Regions from separate parts of the Zea mays genome. Here all the other regions are linked to region 4. Evidence: chromatin contacts called from public Hi-C data. All regions are on one chromosome and are shown on one strand. The core of a region is the stretch at or near the end of the contact, and the rest is flanking DNA. Distances in the headings are between cores, read along the strand shown.

Evidence for each region. A called contact is a pair of places that touch in the nucleus more often than the background predicts.
Region 1: a contact with region 4 is called in a Hi-C map of tassel, with 2.3 times the contacts expected there. The contact joins the promoter of LOC100281878 here to the promoter of LOC100383402 in region 4. A contact is called at or near these places in 2 of 25 Hi-C or Micro-C datasets (ear and tassel).
Region 2: a Hi-C map of ear shows a contact between it and region 4, with 2.8 times the contacts expected there. The contact joins the promoter of LOC100272824 here to the promoter of LOC100383402 in region 4. A contact is called at or near these places in 3 of 25 Hi-C or Micro-C datasets (ear, endosperm and tassel).
Region 3: a contact with region 4 is called in a Hi-C map of tassel, with 4 times the contacts expected there. The contact joins the promoter of LOC100191268 here to the promoter of LOC100383402 in region 4. A contact is called at or near these places in 6 of 25 Hi-C or Micro-C datasets (bundle sheath, ear, endosperm and 2 more).

Annotation. Positions count from the first base shown.
Region 1 is chr7:146,987,733-146,990,599 of Zm-B73-REFERENCE-NAM-5.0, reverse strand. LOC100281878 (acyltransferase) reads right to left here and starts at 1,457. Exons shown (of 1, transcript NM_001154798.3): 1 at 1-1,457. The coding sequence starts at 1,382.
Region 2 is chr7:147,048,884-147,051,887 of Zm-B73-REFERENCE-NAM-5.0, reverse strand. It overlaps LOC100272824 (Hydroxymethylglutaryl-CoA synthase), which reads right to left and starts at 1,731. Exons shown (of 12, transcript NM_001147277.1): 1 at 1,355-1,731; 2 at 722-828; 3 at 236-368; 4 at 1-67. The coding sequence starts at 1,420.
Region 3 is chr7:147,106,745-147,109,635 of Zm-B73-REFERENCE-NAM-5.0, reverse strand. LOC100191268 (P-loop containing nucleoside triphosphate hydrolase superfamily protein) reads left to right here and starts at 1,546. Exons shown (of 7, transcript NM_001136702.1): 1 at 1,546-1,933; 2 at 2,889-2,891. The coding sequence starts at 1,658.
Region 4 is chr7:147,241,413-147,244,446 of Zm-B73-REFERENCE-NAM-5.0, reverse strand. It overlaps LOC100383402 (Flap endonuclease GEN-like 1), which reads right to left and starts at 1,433. Exons shown (of 8, transcript NM_001176057.1): 1 at 1,088-1,433; 2 at 604-798. The coding sequence starts at 1,291.

The DNA.
Region 1 (2,867 bases), core at 208-2,707, 250 kb after region 4:
TCGCGCTCCTCCTCGTGGCCGGCGACGCGCTCCCACACCATGCTGTTGGCCTTGAGGCCGCTGCCTATGCCAAGCTGCCACACCGTGTCGCCCGCGTGGACTCGACCCTTGGCCTCGAGGTACGCGAGCTGGTACCACAGCGACGCCGCCGACTGGTTGCCGAACCGGTGGAACGTCATCAGCGCCGCCTCCATCTCTCGCTCGCCGAGCCCGAGGCCCTGGCCCAGGCGCCAGATCATCGGCCTGCCCGACGACGGGAGGCAGAAGTGGTCCGCGGCCTTGCAGAAGTCAGGCAGCGGCACGGCGGGGCGGGAGAGCTTGTTGCCGCCTAGGCGCCGGCGGGACGAGAGGAGCAGCGCTAGCACGTAGCGCAGCTTCTCGCGCAATGGGAGGATGGACAGGCTGAGCGTCACGAGATGCGCGCGCAGCAGCTCGCTCACCATGCGGCCGACTCCCTGGCCGAGGGTGAAGCCGGTGATGCCCTCGCCGTCCTCGTCGCGATAGCCCGAGCGGTAGCTCCGGTCGTTGGCGATCTGGTTCGTGCGCGTCAGGCTCGCGAGCCGGTACTTGACCGGCACCGTCGCCGCGGGGCCGCGGCTGTTGGTGACGAGCGCGGCGGAGCAGCCCGTGCGGAAGTAGCAGTTGAGGAGCAGCTTGCCCTGGTCCTTGCCGCTGTACCACCCGACGGTGACGATCTCGGCGCTGACGACGACGGCGTACGAGATGGCGGCGTGCGTGAGCAGGAGCCTCCTCGCGACGTCCACGCCTATGACGCCTGAGGCGCAGCCCATGCCGGAGAGGTTGAAGGTCTTGGCGTCGGCGCGCAAGCGGTAGCGGCTTGCGATGATGGCGGCGAGCGACGGGGCCGGGCAGAACCCGCTGCAGTTGACGACGAGCGCGCCGACGGCCGACGGCGGGACGCCGGTCTTGGCGAAGAGGTCGTCGAGCGTGGGGAAGAAGAGCATGTGCGCCTCCTGGATGGCGTCGGCGTGCGTCGCCGCCGGCGGGATGTAGTGCAGCGATGGCGGAAAGTAGGTCTCGTTGCCCATGCCGCTGGCCTCGATGACCTTAGTCATGAACTCGACGCTGCCGTCGTCGAAGCAGCCGATGAGGCTGAAGTGCTCGAGCAGCCCCGCCACCGGGATGCGCAGCCGGCGGGGCGGCTTCAGGCACGAAAAGTCCACTAGCCCGATGTCCGCGGCCGCGGCGCGGCGCCGGAAGCGGTTGAAGAGAAGCAGTGCTGCCACGGGGACGAGATAAAGCGCCGCGCGGCACCGAAAGGCAAAGATGAAGAGCTCGGCGAGGACGCAGAGCAGGAGGATGGCGACGCCGAGGCAAGTGTGGAGCTTGACTAGGAGGTAGTCTCGGTGAGCTATGTCCATTTCGATGGCCACCACGCCTTTGCTTGCTGGCTATGTGCCTGTGTCTGTGGCTCTGTGCTCGGTGACAGCGTGCACACATGACACTGTGTGGAGGCGAGGTTTTATAGAGGGTTTCGACATCAGAAGAGCAGCAGGCAGCAAATGCTTGGGGTTGGGGTCAGTAGTATATTATGACCCACGCAGAGACAGTGTACAGTGAAAGAGTGAATATCGTGCAGTTGGCACTTGGCAGGTAGAGCGCAGTAGCGTTTTTTTGGGGGGTGGGGGTGGGGGCTCAGACTTGGCTTTTACCGTGGATATATATTCTGCTCTATTAAAAATTTAATGTGGGCATCTGATGTTAGCCTCATCGTTGACACTCTGTCTCGCCCCATGCGTCTCACCTAAGTAACGTGTGGGCCTCATGCCCAGCGTTTAAATTTTAACTACTCAACAGTAAAATAACTCTTTAATAGATTAGTTATCTGGCTCGCCAAGCTATCCGGCTCTCTAAATTGACTATCTTACTAGCCAAATTTGGCCATGCACCTGACTAACCAAATTAGATAGATAGTCTGTTGGACTAAAATGCTATATATAGAGAGTATAATCTTTATAAAAAATAAATAGATAGTTAAATAGAGAGCTAAAAATGAAGAGTCTCTTAAAAATGCTCTTAGTTCCTCGAAGTGTAGCTAAAAGGGCTAAAGCAGATTTATTCCTCTCGCTGCGCTTCATTTATTGCTCACTCTCCATGACGCCTTAAGAGTACAAGGAGTATTCGAGTGTTAATGTAATGACCTGTTTAGTCCTTGTACGCCATGGTGTCTGTAAAACAAGCATGGACCAGCGCGGTAAACTCCGGAGTCATCAGGAGTCAGGATTACACGTTACACCTCGCCCACGGGGCCACGGCCGTATCACATGAGTTCCGCGACACATGCATCATGGACAGTTGTATTCAGTAATGACTGAGGTCCCTCTGCATGCACAGATCTTATACTGACTGGTGAAGGGTTCATGCCACTCTTTGAAAACAGAAAAATAGGCGCAAAGGAACTCAAATACACAATATCCGCAACCGTCAGCAGGACATGGATACTTTAAAATCTAAGAGCATCTCCACAAAATTCTTTATTTTTTACTCTATATTTACTTCTTTATTTAACTCTCTATAAATATTAAACTATATATATAGTATTTTATTCCAAAAAACTCTTTATTTTTTACTCTATATTTACCTCTTTATTTAACTCTCTATAAATATTAAACTATATATATAGTATTTTATTCCAACAGACTCTTTAACACGTAAATTAATTTGGCTAGCCGGAGTGGCTAGCTAAATTTAGCTAGTGATGAAGCCAATTTAGAAAGCTAGATAACTTGGCTAATTAGATAGTTAGTCTGTTGAAGTATTAAGTTGCCAATATTTAGCTTGATAAGTTATTTAACTAGTCTCTTCAAGATACTTCAAGACACTAAAACTATCCATGTCGCTGACGG
Region 2 (3,004 bases), core at 482-2,981, 190 kb after region 4:
GGGCTGCTGTCCCACCATAACATGCATTGCTGGAGTCAACACCTTCAATGTCAGTATTATCACTTTCCTGCATTTTGTGAACAGATGCTAACAAAAATCAACTTTTTAGGAAAAAATAAATGAGAAAGGAAATGGACACGTTTTACAAAAAGAGGTGTAGTTAGCATGAAAATATTGTATTTGTACATGTGTGCTGATGCTACTTGGTAGAATTTACAAAGTCAGATGAACAAACCTCAAAAATCTGCATCAGCCAAGTTTTGATGGATTTGCTTTTGTCTATAACTGTTTCACTTCCCACCTCCAAGCGACCAATTAGCTTGGGATCAATCTTGTATTTTTTCAGCAGAGAATTGACAACCGTCAAACTGCAAGCGATTAGCCCTTCAATGAGGATTCAAACAAAAATGTATACCCATATCCAAAACAGCAACTGCATACTCCCTTAGAATACCAACTATATGCATCTCCTGCACAACACAATGTATGCATGGGGATTTTTTCCCCTTTTTGATTTGGTGATAAGGGGATCACGGGAGGATTGGGAGGGATTGAGGGGGAAATAAACTAATTTCCCCCTCAATCCCCTTCAATCCTCCCGGGATCCCGGGTCACCAAATCAGCCCTACTGAACTAGACGGGGAAAAGGATCTATGTGAATATACACATGCAGCAGGCTAAACATTCTTGTTTAATTTATAGGCTATTAAAAAGAACATACCTCATTGAGATGACATCCTCCACCTCGCTGCAAAAGGCCATGCAATCTTGCCCAAGCCCAATGGTGTACTTGCCTTTGCTCGCCCCATCATGGGCCTCAAGTGCTTCCTACATTAAAATGAGATTTTTAAATGAAAACCGTGAGCCTAAATGCTCAATTTAGTTGAAACAAATACCAGCAGATGTGACAGCTAGCCAAATCTTCTCGCGTTTTACTTGAAATGCTCAATTTCCCGTATTTACAGTTGTACACGGATTTTTGGAGGTCAAACTCTCCAAATTTACTGGAGTTTTAAATATTTGAATATAATCTTAAAAACCGCACATCTAGCATTGGTTTGATCTTCAGCGACATTACGCTGCACGGCAATCACGAAAATATAAAGGTTTAGACAGCAAGTGGCGACAGTTCCACCCTTGACACCCATCTGCCAAATACTTTCGTCAGATCCTAAAGAAACACAATCCTTCGACACAGAGAAGCCCCATCTTCCCCCGCACTGCAATGCGCCAAGGCAAAAGGTCCCGGAGACGCGGATCGGAAGCATTAGAGTCGCCCCGCAACAGCGGCGCTCGTAACAGCAGAACAGAAACAGTAACGCGCACAGTTCTTAGCGGGGGAAAAGGATTTTACCTGCTGCACGCAGGAGGGCGGGAAGTAGATGTCCATGGCGAGGATCCCGACATCCTTGCGGTCCATCTCCTCCACTCAAGCCGAGCCCCCTCGATCCGCTCCCTCTCTGGTCGCCGGCCGGTGCCTGTGCGCTCCACTCGAACGGAGCGAGTCAAGGCGTGGGCTCTGCTGTGTCCAGGAGCCCTAGGCGTGCGTCGGACTCTGGCAGGCTGGCGTACCGTCGGGAGGAGGACGGATGGATCGACGATGCGGATCTATGTGTTCGTGGAAATTTTCAGCCGCGTCAGCGTCGTCAGCTCAGCTCGCGCTCGGCGCGGTGGTTGTCACATCTGCTGGATCGATGCGAGATTCCGGCACGGCACGTGAGAGACACTCAGACACAGACACGACAAACGCCTCGAGGCGCCTACTCTTTTTACCAATTTTTGTTAAGCATTTAGGCAACCACAGTAATAACCTACTAATCAATTCTAGGTTTGAGATGCTAAACTTTTTAAAGTACGTTAATTAGATTTATTTTATTATAATTTTTATGTGAGAAATGCCGTTACACCTATTTGAATCGTGCCATTATTTTATTGACATAGTTCGTGTGCCACACATTATTTTATTGAATTACTTTAAATATTCGTGTCCATGTGTTAGCATGTCCTATTGTCACGTGGCCAATTTTTTTTGTTTTTTACTCCCCCATCACAAAATATAATTCATTTTAGACTAAATATACTTTCATTAATCAACCTATGTTTATATTCATTATCCTTCAAATAAATGTGTACAGAAAAAAGATGGGGCTAGGAAGAACTATATTTTAGGAGTTAGGACGAATGGAATACTATTTATCTCAGCACATCAAAATGTCAAAAAAATGTTAGTGTGTCTATGATGTGCCACAAATTATTTTAAATATCCTTTCATGTGGCCAGATTTTTAATATTTCTATTATTTATCTCAGCCCACATCAAAATTGTTAAAAAAAATATGTTAGAATGTCCTATTGCCATGTGGACAGAATTTTTTTCTAGAGAGGTGGGGCGCGAAACTCATAACTCGTGTGCTACTGTGCTCGCACCTGGCGCGCAGGGGTCTAGAACTCGCAATTCCGAGGTTCCTACCTCCTGGTCAGACCACTAATCTGAATTGCAAGGTCCCAACTATGTGCGTGGGCTGAATTATATGGGCTAAAACACATGTATGGGCTGAAAAAAATGTATAGAGGTTGAATTGGGCTAGAAAAAATATATAGGTTGAAATATGTGTGTTGTAGAAATACGTGGGCAGAATTGTGCCGGCCAAAATAATTATATGGGCTTAATTGTGCGGGCTGAAAAAAATTGTACGGTTGCAACCATAAAAAAAGTATATGGGCAAAGAAAATCAAAACGAAAATAATGGCATAGGATTTTGATGCTACGTGGTATTTGCCCATGTGGTAAGGCATATGATTTTATGACAAACAACCAATATCATAAAACTATACAACACTAAAAATGCAATGTTATATATTTGTGACATGAAATATATAGATGTCTTGTAGTAAATTTGTGACGGTGTTTTTTTACGTTAGGATTTTTATCAACTGGTTGTCATAAATCTTAAACCGTGACATTAATTCTATATATTATGACACAAATAGAATGTCAATAAATT
Region 3 (2,891 bases), core at 297-2,796, 130 kb after region 4:
TTATTTTACCTATGTTCAATCTGATTTGGTTCAAAAATAACACAGTGGTATGTAAAAACATTTCATCTTTGATCATGGTGGATTGAAAGCATTAAGGCCCTTTTTTGATAGGGCTCCTCTATCACCAACTCTAGCTCTAACTATGACTCATCTAGAAAAATAGTTTCTTCCTTATTTGGTTGGAAACATAGCTCCTGCTATTTTCACGGGAGATAGGATAATGAAAAAGAGCCGAAGAAGCCTATTTTTGGGCCTCCAGCTGCACTAGGTTTCTTGCGACGATTCCTTCTTGACCTTCCGACTTCGCTAGGTTTCTCGCAACGGTTCCTTTTATTTTTACAAAGAAGCTAGCAGAGGAGCCCGCCGTTTAGTAGAATGTTTGAAGGAGCTGTTGAGGGAACTTTTGAAGGAGCCCTAATGAAGGGAGCCTAAATATTCTATAAATAGTTAAATAGACGATTTGTTTGTATACTAGTACAATGTCCGTGCGCCGCGACGTCACACAAGAACATATATTCACTTTATCTTAGCCAAAAGGCCTAGAAATTTATGAGTTGAAAAGGAATCTGACCCCCTTTTAATAGCTTTCTCGGTTGCTCACCCTCCTTTAGCTAGCGGAGTGGTACTATGTGAGAGCGCTATGCCGCGTGCGACTTTATGTCGTGTTAGACTTGAGTGGTTTCTTATGGCCCATCAGTGGGATAAGGACCCACTAATAAAGGCTTGAGTGGTTTTCACGGCCTATCTATGGGTAACGGTCCACCGGTAGGGGGAGAGGAATAGACCTACGCGCTTCGTGCGTGACTTAGGACCACTGTCGAAACTGGTGATTTATAGTAGTATATAAGGATGTTGTTTGTTTAGTTATACTAGCATATAACCTGTGCTAACGGTAAGATCCTGATAAGGAGAGAAGTCGACGATGGCGGTGACAATGGCGTGAGGTGAGGGGTTGTCGGTGGTGGCACGAGTGAGGGGAGGGGGCGGCGGAGACAAGGGGGAGGGGGAGGATGGGGTGACACGATTGCAGGGGAGAGATGATCCAAATAATATTATTCATTGAATTTGAATAAGGGAGAAGTCCAACAATCTGAACTATTAGTTTTGATGATGTGTTAAATCTTAATGCAATTTGTCTGATGAATTTAGTGGAGGTTATGGATGTGGGAGTGATTTGGTTGTGTGAGTCTTGCAAAATTTAAACCAGTGCATGTATAGATATATGTATAGATGAGAAAGAGAAATAACTTTACGGAGCCCCTTATGGGTTGTACATGCCCTTTAGCCGCATAGAACAAGGTAAAATATTAATTAAGGGGTGTTTAGTTTTTATGAACTAATTTTTAGTCTATTTATTTATTCTATTTTAGTTTTTAAATTATCAAATATAGAAATTAAATAGAGTAATTTATAGACTAAAATAAAATATAATATAGAGACTAAAAATTAGTCGCTGTAAACCAAAGTACCACTAACCGTACTAAAGTTGAAAACGTCCAAAGGAGGAAAGGTATTTTCCACGTAGACAATTCCAGTACCGCATCTGCCGCCAGTGAGGCACCACCGCCGTTCGCTTCCTCTCCAGCCTCCACTCCGCCAGATCTCATTGCCTCCTAAGTCCTATCGCCCACCCCGATCACCGCGCGGGTATCGGAGCATGGCGTCTGCGGCGGCGGTGGACGCCGGCGACGCGCCGGAGCCCACGGTGCGGAACCTCCTAGACCAGGAGTCCCTCAAGTGGGTCTTCGTCGGCGGCAAGGGCGGCGTAGGCAAGACCACCTGCAGCTCCATCCTTTCCGTCCTCCTCGCGGGGGTCCGCCAGTCCGTGCTAGTCATCTCCACCGACCCCGCGCACAACCTCAGCGATGCCTTCCAGCAGCGGTTCACCAAGTTTCCCACCCTCGTCCGCGGATTCACCAACCTCTACGCCATGGTAAACGCGCGCGCGCGCACACACACACAGAAAGCAAAATTCCTCCATTATATTCTCTTTCTTACGTCTCCAATCCACACTTCTCGCCGGGTCGTCTTCACTTGCCCCACCCAATGAGGTGGTGCTTGTGAGGATTGGATGGGCAGGCTGCGTGTTCTGGCGAATGGTGATTGGATTGGATTGTAGCCTCACCGAATTTTTGTGAGGGGGTTAGCAGGGTTGTCTGAGGAGACAGGCAGTATGCAGAGAGAGAAGTCGCATGTGGCCCATAATTTTCCACGTGTGGAAGTCATAGGAACTTACCTAAGGCCAGGCTATACGAGATGCAAAGTTATCAATTCGGGGTCGGTTTGGGTTTGTGTTTGTACTTTGTGGCATGTTGGTCACAGGATTATTGCTCAGAGATGGGGCCTGCATCTTCGTGAACCATACCAAGTGGTGATTATGCTCTGTGAATGATATGTCTGTGATTTCTGCATTATTTCTTGAGTCGATTATGGAAGTTTAAGAATAGGTAGCAGACCTGTACAAAAGAAGTACCCAATCTTTATTGGTATTTTTTTCTTTATTCTAGGAAGATGTTGATAACATATTAGGTGGTTGCCTTATAGAATACCCATTCCATTGCAATTTCACTTAGAACATGTTCCACTTGGATATTAAAAAAATGTATGACCATTGACTAAGCACGAGATTCAGCATTTGCCTCCTTTTCTTTGTATTTTCATCCATGACAAGCATGGTACTGATATGAACCTATTTAGTCATTTCTTTGTATTCTCACAAATGATATACATAGCAAAACATGTTTCATTTGTTGCCCTATGAGTTCTATTTTTTAAGAGTAATCTGCTATTTCCTTAGTTTGATTATTTGTTTTCGAAAAATGGCTCGGTTCATGTTATTACAGCTGGTATTTTGGCTGAATAATCTCATTCCGTAACTTTATCTGCAGGAA
Region 4 (3,034 bases), core at 184-2,683:
CGACCTTCCTGGCCACACCGGCGGCCAGCCGAGGCATCACTGAGCTCGGAACCGCGCCGCGCTAGCAACACCAGTCCAGTCTCCAGAGGGCAGATCAGGCTTCTTGCATGAATTGCGTCCAAGCAGCTCGCCCTCCTCTCCTCTCCTGCAGCCTGGTCTTGCTGCAATGACATGTACTGATCTTCCTCGGCATGAGCTCACACTCCCCACAAGGCCCTGGGTGGCACATGTCCTTGCAAGCATGGTTGCCAGTTGCCACAAGCAAGCGTGCGGCCACACACCTCATTGCTGTAGTTTTGATGTACGGATCAGATGAGAAACCGAGCAAGAAGAAGGAAAAGACGTTATCGGATCTATTTTGATCCATTTCGGACCTAACATAAACCCGAACAGACATACTTTAAAAGTTTATGAAACGTGCACACAGCACCACAAGCTTAAGGACGGAAGTGCACTTTACTCGAAAAGATATTGTGGTGTTGGATGAGGAATACAGTGGTTGTGAACCATTCAATCTCGTGATGAACAGTTAAACAACGCAGATCCTAATTAAACCCTAAGTTGTACGAAGGATCCCAGCATTGCCAAGACACGGGAACTTACCACGCACTCCTCAACGCATCGCGTGAATGCAGCATTCCTCCTTTTGACCGGTGCAGCGGTCACACTGGACTCCGCCTCTGTGCTCGGGAACGCGGCCAGGTCCATCCCGGAGCCTCGGAAGAAGCGCGCCGCCCTCGCCTGCGACTTGAGCGGTGACGGCTCGCCGTCCACCACGAACACAGGGAACACGCCCATCTGCAGGAATCGCAGACACAATCCAACGGAAACGGGTGAATCCGGGAACAAAAAAAAATCGAACAATGCAGTAATTAGCCCCAGCAAGATTAAATCTTGGAAAGCAAAAGGCAGCAACTGCAGAATGCAGAATCGCCCAAGCGCAGGTCAGGACACTACACACTCGGTGAGATCAAGAAACGGGCGGAAGTCAGAGACGGTTTAAGTGGGGAGGACGAGAAGTCGAGAACCGAGCGAAGGAGGCGGAGGGAGGGGAGAGGTGGGAAAGCAGGGGGACATGACTCCGGACCTTGGCGAAGAGGGAGAGGGTGCGAAAGAAGGTGGTCCGGAGGTGCGGGCGCCGCGCCCGCGGCAAGCGCGCCAGGATGGCGGTGCTGTGGGAGACGACCCAGAATGAGAGGTCGACGGCGACGCGGCGCCCGCGTAGGTACCCCGCGCCCTCGTGCCGCGCGTAGGGCTTCAGCAGGTCCCAGAAGCTGCCCCCCACTCCCATCTCTTTCTCTCCGTTTCTGCCTCTCCCGCCGGCGTCGGTCGGGTTCGGCCGTTCGGGCCGTCGGTCGTGGCGGAGGTCGAATTCAAGGGCGGGGAAGTTCAGACTTGCGCCGGCCGCCGCGCCTGGGAGTGGCCTTGGCAACTTGCGGGCCTCGGGGCGACTTCTGTCTGGACTCTGGTGCTGGGCTGCCCCGTTGCCGTGTGTGGGGTTAGCGCGCGGGCCGCTCGTGCCGATCCAGCTGGGCCTCTGCGCTCTGGCCGTTTTCTTCCCCTTTTTTTCACTTTCTCTTTTCTCTTTTGGAGGAGGATGAAGAGAACAGCTCTTGACTTCTGCAATTGGGGTTTGAGGATAGCAAAACTGCGCAATTGTTTTTCTAAGGTAATGGCAGCTGCGATGGTGTGCTAAAATATGGGTGTTTTGTGGAAGGGTTGAGGTGGTTTATCTTCTTTTCACTCCTTATTTTTTATTTGGTTTGCGGAATATAATGAGTTGATCGATCACCACCCCATTTATGATAAGCTAATAATTAGAATATATATGAGTAATGAGTTGATTCCACCAAAAAATTTATGGGATGAACTCATGATACGAAGCATAAGGTGACTCCACATTGTAAGGAAAATGGACTCCGGCCCATTTGGCTAGGTGATTTTGGTGTTTGATGATCAACATAATCTTGTGGACTAATGTTTCTCAAGTGTTTGTGTGTTGTAGTTGACAGGATGCAAAGTGGATTTGACTGAGGCTCTGAGGATGCAACACCTCAAAGAAGACATCATAAGATCCATAGAAGACAGTACAAAGTCATATTAAAGACACTTTATACATGCTAAAAGTCCAACACATCAATAAGTAGAAGTGGAATGCAAAGCCACAAAAACAAAGTGAAGTTGACAAAGTTGAGAGGAAGGGCTGACTGAATTGTAAGTGTTTCACAATATAAAATCTACTCAAACTGACATGGCTTTAACTCTGAGATGTAGAGAATTTTATAAGCTTTCCAAAAAGTCTAAGATTATCAAATCGGACTTCGGAGCTAAAAGTTATGCCCACGATAGAAAGGTGGAATTGCTGAAAAATTTGCAGCAGGATAGGAGCTGGTTCATCGGACTGTCATGTGTGCCAAATTTGCTCAAAATGGTATGGATTCAACTCTGGCCCATCTTCTTTTCACTCCTATTTTTTATTTAGTTTGCGGAATAGAATGAGTTGATCCATCACCACCCCATTTATGATAAGCTAATAATTAGTATATATATGAGGAATGATTTGATTCCATAAAAAATTATGGGATGAACTTATGATACATCACCTTACGAAACATAAGTTGACTCTACAAACCAAACACGTCATTAGTTCGTGCCAAAATTGGATAATCTTTGGAGAAAATAATCGTTGAATGGATCACCCAAACCGAACACTATTCCTTTATTCATTTGTTCATTAGTTCTTTTTATAAGGATCTTGTATTATATTAAGCTACTACAATGTCCGTAGAGTGCCATATCATACAATCATATTTGATACTCATAAAAATAAATTTAATATAAAAATGAGCATATGGTCTACATATTAGATATTAAACTTTTCTAAAAACAAATAGTACACTTTATCTTAGTCCAAAGACCGAGAAATGTATGAGTTGAAAAGAAGTGTGTCCTCTTTTCTTATAACTAGCTCTATCGCTCGTCCCCTTCAGCTAAAGAGGTGATACTATGTGAGAGCGTTGTGTTGCGTGTGGCT